Regions from separate parts of the Manis pentadactyla genome. Here region 2 is linked to region 1. A link is a contact called in public Hi-C data. All regions are on one chromosome and are shown on one strand. Each heading gives the region's core, a stretch centred on a gene start, on an enhancer-like site or on the middle of the called end of the contact. The rest is flanking DNA. Distances are from core to core; before and after follow the strand shown.

Region 1 (3,926 bases), core at 10-2,509:
ATTTAGAAGAGGCAGATGCCCAACTGCTATGGCTCACAGCTGGTTGGTGACAGAACTGACGAAGAGTTCCAGTGTGGATGGTGAGGGTGGGGGCTGCATGATCAGAAATATGTATTAGGAAGAACACCTCAGGGGCAATAGTCTTAAGAGAGGCAGGGACAGGATCCAGAGCTCATGTTAGGGTTAAAAATGGACAGGATTAAAAGGAACAGAACAAGGTTCTTGACTAAATATTGCCATGAACTTGGAAAGAAAAGGGTATATTTTCAGGGGGAAGACAAGTGCGAATATGGACACCTACTGAGACTGCATGGGAACGCACACTTAATATGACTGAGGGGCTGATAAGAAATGAGAAAAAAGGGAGAGACTGATACTCACAGTTTGAAAGCTAGAACACGGAGCACACTCTTCTGCCACCACAAACTCTTCCACCAGCCAGCACGGCAAATTTGAGGTGCTCACTAAAAGGGGAGAGAAAGGACAGCCTGAGGCCTCATTTAGCAAATATTTCTTCCAGAGTTCTACCCACTGGACTTGCCAGCACAGCTGAATGCTCTCATTCAACGTGGTGCCGCCCCTTTCACCTGCGCCCTTGGTATACCTGAGAGGATGTCAAACAAAACCAAACTCTGGGGTGTCGGGTTCCCAGACCATAACCCACCTGACAGCTTCTCCTCCCGCACGGGAGCCTCCGCTTGGCTGCAGCGGGTGAGGGAGGGAAAGGGGCAGAAGTCAGAGGCCAGAAAAGAGGAAACCCCCCACCTCCGTGGAGCAGCAACACAGTCTCCTTCATCCGCCCGCGGGGACCAGTCCGTCCTCCCGTCCCCTTTTTGCCCTGCCCTCGGCCGCTCCTTACCAGAGCTTTAAGGTGACAGCGCAGAGCAACCAGCAGAGGCGGCGGCCCCGGGGGAGGCCATGCCTCCCCGCGCCCGTAGGCATGGAGTGCTCAGGGTCGCGCCTGCCGGGACAGAGGGACGGGCTTGCCTGGCCTCGGGCCTCGGTCGAAGCGCAGAGGCGGTGCTTACTCTGCAGACCTCCGGGAGGCTCCGGGTCAGGGCTTCGAAACGCTGAGGCTGCCAATCGGGGCACAGGCTCTACTGGGACGTCCCCATGGCCACGGCGAGAAAAGCCAGGAACTCCTGGAGTTGCCTTCTTCCGCCCTGCAGAGCCCCGGGCACAGGCCGAGGGGCGCAGGGCCTACCACCCCCTCAGCTGCGCTTCCGCTCCCGGCGCGGCCATCTTGCCCCGCGGAGGAACCTGGGGCGGCAGCGGATCCCACCCGCTAGGCCCGCGGGTCGCAGTGAGGCGCCGCGCCGGCGCCTGACGGGCTTTGTAGTCTTTCGGGGTTGGTGGCGCCTCTCCCGCGGCTCCCTGGGAATCGGATCTCACTGCGTTTGCGCGGCGAGATGCGGCCCATTGGCTCGGCGCAATGTTGCATTTTGGTTCCGGTAGTTTTTGGTGGGAACCGAGGAAATGGCGGTGGACAACCTTGTGTGGGTTCTCTGTTCGCTGCTCCGTGTGCCCCTTCTGGGCTAGGTGAGGAACCAGACGTAAAAAGGAACAATACATCTCCCTCCCAAGACTTTGCTCCCTCCTTAAAACCCTGGGATTCACCTTTAAGCATCAACCGTTCGGCCACCCTTCCCTGTCTCATCCTTCCCTCCTCGGGCGGTCAAGGGGACAAGCTGGTTGGTGGTCCCGCGTTAGAAGTGAAACTGCACTTTTCTTCCTATAGGAGCAGGAATCCTCGAGACCCACAGAGAACGTGAAGGCTTCCTCTGTCTCTGGGCTCCCGCTGCACTCTGCACAGATGAATGAGGTTACTTTCCCACACGTTAATTTAAATCATTCCCCAGAACTGGTCCTTGGAATAGTCTCAATTGTTTCCAACTCCCTCTTGCTCCTACATAATGGAGTAATCATTAATGTAATTAGTTGAGGAGGTACTTAAACCAGATAAATATGGGTGTTAATACTCTGGACCCGACCTCTCAAGATCAAAGGACTTGTCCCCATACTTCCTGTGCTAGAAGTCTTTCTAAGCCTAAAGCCCACTGCTACTTTCCTTCCCCATAGCCTTTACTGCTCGACCACTTTATTTTGGGATTGAGAATATGTCTGGTGGTGGAAAAAAACCACAAAACCCTGGTGAGGGCTGAGCTTTGATTTTCTTGTGACTAAATTTGTTCCTTGTTTGTGTGTCAGTACTTGGATGTTACAAAAAGTAGGTATGGGTTTTTTCTATAATAAAAGTTTGGCTGAAATTTTCTAGTATTCTGTTAATCTTTACCCCATCCTACTATATCTCTTTCCTTTTCTTTTTTTTTTCATTTTACCAGACCTATGCTGTCTCTTGACAAGCTGTGAGATCTCAAAAAAACTCACTTTCAATAGTCATACCAAACAACTGAATAGGTTCTCTACACCGAAACTGATTTTAAAATAATCTGCTCCGGAGTGTGATGATGATGTCAGTCAATCTTCTTCCTAGGATTCACAAAATGCAAGTCTGTCTTCACCTCTTAAGCAAATTAAACCAGCTGGGCAGTTAATTACAGAGCTTAAACATAAGCTACAGATAAGGCTATTACCCCAGCAAAGCTTGGATTTTTAATACATTCATCGAATTATTTTGCAAGTCCTTCTCCCAGCCCTGCCCAATATTTTTCTAAGTGTTGTCTTTTACCAACAGAAACAGCAGCACGAAAAAGGCTTTGCTGCTGACTGCATGGTGTGCAATTCACTTCCATACTGCAGGCTTGGGGATTTCTTAAATGCCTTGAACTCATATTCGTGAATAAAACTTCTAATAGTAGTTTTGTCTAAACCAAACCTGCAGTCTCGTTAATCCTGAGAAAAGATCAAGTCTGTGAGATGATTTTGCTGTTTAAAAAATACTATGTAAGGGTGAAAGAGGGCAGTGTATCAAGCATGAGTCTTTCGGTGGTGGTTCTTTTGTAAGCCAATCGTTTTGCCTCTTTGCTATTCAGTAGTTAGGAGCTGGTTTTGTGAAAATTTGCTTGTCCTTCTTATAAATACCAAGCTTATGTGAAGTTGACAACTGCCTGGCACATTAGTAGATGCTCAATAAATATTTATGACTAAATAGACCTCTTCTGTGTCTTTTTTCCCTCATCTCTAAAAGCAGATAAATATGCCCACCAGCTACCTAAAGGGGTTGCTGGTAGGATCAAATATGCTTTGCAGAAATCAGTGTATAAACAATATGAGGTCCTGTTACTTCCCTGAGGCTAGGGCTGTCACTCCCCTGGGAAGGCCCAAGAAAGATTCATCAATAAAAACAAAAAGTCCTGAAATCTCATGGATGTGCTGTGCCTCCAAGGATCCTCTAAACCTCATAATGAAGAGAAGACGTCCAGACCTTCAGGTTTTCAGAGAACCTCAGCTCCTTGCTGTTTTCCTCAAACAGCTGGCAAGGTACAGGTCTAGTCCTGGTGCCGCAGGAACTCAGCCAAGATTCAAGCAGCCCGAATAAAAGAGGCAGGAATTAGGTTTACGAGTAGAGAGCAATTCTGACAATGATGAAAGTTACCCAAACCAGAGACATTTGTGCAAATGGTGGCTTTTAATACCAAGAAAGACCTGCAGAGTGACAGGACAGGACCAAACTTTCTGAAGGTGGTGCTGAGCCAGCCTCTCACAGGACCCTAAAAGCTGATCCCGTAACAGAATAAATCAATTATTTATTTACATTTACGTTTGCTCTGGAAACCCAGGGGAGGTCTGGGGCCAAGGGCTGTTCTTGCTTTCCTTCTCCCTCGCTCCCTACTTCTCACCTTCTCTCACCAACTCAGTTCCTTCTCTTCTCCCTGCCTGTCTTCCCTTTCTATTCACCCTCCTTTCCTTCTTTCCCCCTCTCCTTCTCTTTTCTTCCTTTTTTTTCCTTCTCCACTTTCTCTTCT
Region 2 (3,648 bases), core at 561-3,060, 240 kb before region 1:
ACACCTCCTCATTGGTATCTACAGGCACTGCAAACCCAATAAACTAAAATTATCATTCCCCAAAAAATGGATTATTCAGCTTCTCAACAAATGAGTCCATGTTACCCAGACTTCAATTATTTGTATACTGTCTTGCTGAAGTCCAATTATTCTACTTATAAAACATCTCCCTATAGTCAACAATACTGTTATGCATTTAAAAAGTTAAGAGGGTGGATCCCATGTTAAGTGTTCTTAACATACACAGCCATACACAAAAGGACACAGGAAAACTTTTGGAGGTAATGGATATGTTTATTACTCTGACATTGTGGTGATGGCTTCACAGGCACATGTGTCATATGTACAAATGTCCAAGCTCATCAAATTATATACATTAAATATGTACAAGCTTATTGTATGTCAATTATATCTCAATAAAACTGCTTTTTTTAAATCTCCCAATCTCTTATCTATCTTTACAGTCTTTGGAGCACCTCTTATAAGACACGCTTATCACACAAAAGCTTGCATGATCTGCCCTCTGTTGCCCTTTCTTCCTTCTCAGTCATTCCTACAGGGACACACACATCACACCCTAGATCAGGATTACAAAAAAACTCCTACTACAGCCTCCCAGGTAGTGCAAAGGAGTGAACCAGGTGGGTAGGAACTGTGATGAAATAGACTCATCTCAAGGAGGTAATGGATACTTGGTTTCAACCGATCATGGAGGGATGTAGGATCTGTCTATTGCCAACTCTCTGACTTTAAGTCAGAAATCCAAATATTCTTATGCCATCTGCTGCTTTTTAAGTCTGGACAATTAAAGATACATACAGAGAATGAATGCCAAACAAAACATGCCTGCCATCTGAAGTTGGTCCATGCGCTGTCCTTTGCTCTAGCCCATAAGCATATTCAAAATTCTCCTGAAATTCCAAATACAGGAAACATACTTCAGCATTCTGCTCTTTCTGCACAGAATACCCTTCTCATCTTTCTACTCTTGCTGGGTTACTTCTCTTTGCACATTTTCCTGGCCCCAATGCAGGCAGAAGTAATAGTCCTCATTCGAGCCTCATAAATTTATACATCTCTTTGTTGCAGTGCTTAACCACTTTACATTATGGCTACTTGACCCAAGTAGAGCTCTCAAAGGCACCGACGTGTTTCCGGAGGGCATCTTTATGCTGTCAGCATCTAAGAATCTAGTTGAGTACTAAGTCCTCTGGAAATGTTTGCTGAACCAGAAGCTTGTTGATCTTCCATCCACTCTAGGCTCACGACGAGATTGGCGGCGCGGTGCAATGACTCCTGATGACCATTAGAGGGCAAGCTGATTCCACAGCAGTTGGAATCCATCCATAGCTTAAGGACTCAGCGGTCAAGTGCCCCCAAAACCTCTCCCCAGTTTACGTCGCCACTGGTCATTTCCAACACCATCTCCCACCGCCACCACATACCCCATTTTCAACAATCCTTAAACAAAATGCGCATATTTCTTGAGCGTCCCCGAGGTCACACCTCTTCCCCCTTATCCCCCAGCCACCCACTAGCTCTTCTCCCCCCTTCCTACAACTATCTGGGAACTGAAGAGCTAACTCCGTCCTTCCACTAGATCTTTTGTCTCCGCTAATCCGCTAAATCTGGAATTTGGGGAGAAGGGTGGCTCCTAGATGGACTGGGTCACTGGGACCTTGGGCTCACTCACTTTAACGCTTATTTCAAAAACCCGTCACCCTCCCGCCGCACCCCCGGGCACACACAGCCCCCTCCCAGCCACCCCCACCACCCCCCACACACACCTTTTCCTGCCACGATTCCAACCCGGGACATCTTTCCCTCTTTCCCAGACCAAACCAGGTAGGAGCGGAGGGACAAGGTGCGGCGCAAGAGGCCCCCGGCTGCTCCCAAGTACATCTCTATCTGTCCTTCCCATCCCCGCGAGGGAGCCCCTTCTGCGGGCGCCGCTTCTCTGAGGAGGAAGGCGTTGGGCGGCCCAGGTGCCGTGAGAGGGTCTACGGGGACGCGCGCGGGCTGCGGGGCGCGCCAATGCCCGCGACTTCGGGGCGGGGAGGAAAGAGTTAAAGATCCAGGACTGGCTCTCCGGTCGCGGGGGCTGGGAGGGGAGCAGCCGGGAGGGAGGGCTCGGAGCTTGGCTCCGGTCCTCCGCAGTCCCCCCCGGACAGCCGGAGACTTGCGCCGGCCGGACGCCCCTCTGGCACACTCCCTGGGACGGCGCTCGCGCACGCATGCAAACACCCACACTCCGCTCTCCCTCCCTCGCGCCCTCTCCCATCCTTCTCCCCGGGCGCCCTCTCACACTCGCCTCTCGCTAACACGCGCGCTCTCACTCCCACCCTGGCCCTCCCCGCCCCGGCGCACCTCTTTGGCGCCCACCTGCTCCGCAGCGCCCTCCGCGCGCCCCTGCGCTCCCGGCCCGGCCCGTCGCAGCTGGTGGGGGCAGCGGGCCCCGGGGTGAGCGCCCCCATCCCGCTCCTCCTCCCTCCCACGGGGCGCGCCCGATGCCCGGGGCTGGCCGCTGAGCCCGAGGGGACCGAGGAGGCCACGGTGGGAGCGCTCGCCCGCCGCGGGGCCCGCTGAGGCCATGCTGCGCCCCGGGCGCCCCGCACTCGCTCGCCGGAGCCTGCTCCTGCTTCTGGCTGCGCTGCTACTGCTGCTCCCGGGCAGCCACGCGGGCAACCTGACGGTGGCCGTGGTTCTGCCGCTGGCCAACACCTCGTACCCGTGGGCGTGGGCGCGCGTGGGACCGGCCGTGGAGCTGGCCCTGGCCCGGGTGAAGGCGCGGCCCGACCTGCTGCCCGGCTGGACAGTCCGCACGGTGCTGGGCAGCAGCGAGAACGCGCTGGGCGTGTGCTCCGACACCGCCGCGCCGCTGGCCGCGGTGGACCTCAAGTGGGAGCACGACCCCGCGGTGTTCCTGGGCCCCGGCTGCGTGTACGCCGCGGCGCCGGTGGGGCGCTTCACCGCGCACTGGCGGGTGCCGCTGCTGACCGCGGGCGCGCCGGCGCTGGGCTTCGGAGCCAAGGACGAGTACGCGCTGACCACCCGCGCGGGGCCCAGCCACGCCAAGCTGGGCGACTTCGTGGCGGCGTTGCACCGACGGCTGGGCTGGGAGCGCCAGGCGCTCGTGCTCTACGCCTACCGGCCGGGGGACGACCAGCGCTGCTTCTTCTTAGTGGAGGGGCTGTACATGCGCGTCCGCGACCGCCTCAACATCACGGTGGACCACCTGGAGTTCGCCGAGGGCGACCACGACCACTACACCATGCTGCTGCGCACCGTGCGGCGCAAAGGCCGAGGTGAGAGGCGCGCCCCCGCCCCGGCGCCCGGCCCTGGGCCTGTTCAGCCCGGCGTGGGCTCCGGGACTCCCCTCTCCCCGGGCCGGTCGGCCTGCTCCGCGCGGTTCCGCCTTCCCGGCCCAGCCTCCTCGGCTCTTTCCCCCCGAGCTTCTCTGTCTCCCTCCGTCTCTCCCTCCCTCTCTCCCCTCCCCTCTCTTCTCACTTCCCCCTCTGCCCCAGCTTTTTCCCACCAGTTCCTCCGCAGTCAACAGGGTGGAGAAAATGCCTGCTGCCGCCCTGACACCTCGTAGTTCCCCGTGGTGATTCCAGCCCGTTTTTCTCCCCCGTTTTCTGTCTCTTCTCA

What was found. Hi-C and Micro-C count contacts between places; a contact is called where the count stands out from the background.
Region 2: a Hi-C map of fibroblasts shows a contact between it and region 1, with 6 times the contacts expected there. The contact joins the promoter of NPR1 here to the promoter of JTB in region 1. A contact is called at or near these places in 3 of 3 Hi-C or Micro-C datasets (blood, fibroblasts and skin fibroblasts).

The regions. Positions count from the first base shown.
Region 1 is chr19:11,742,945-11,746,870 of mManPen7.hap1, reverse strand. It overlaps JTB (jumping translocation breakpoint), which reads right to left and starts at 1,259. Exons shown (of 5, transcript XM_036922261.2): 1 at 860-1,259; 2 at 665-702; 3 at 382-464. The coding sequence starts at 942. RAB13 (RAB13, member RAS oncogene family) reads right to left here. Exons shown (of 8, transcript XM_036922263.2): 8 at 3,571-3,926.
Region 2 is chr19:11,981,340-11,984,987 of mManPen7.hap1, reverse strand. It overlaps NPR1 (natriuretic peptide receptor 1), which reads left to right and starts at 1,810. Exons shown (of 22, transcript XM_036922232.2): 1 at 1,810-3,305. The coding sequence starts at 2,591.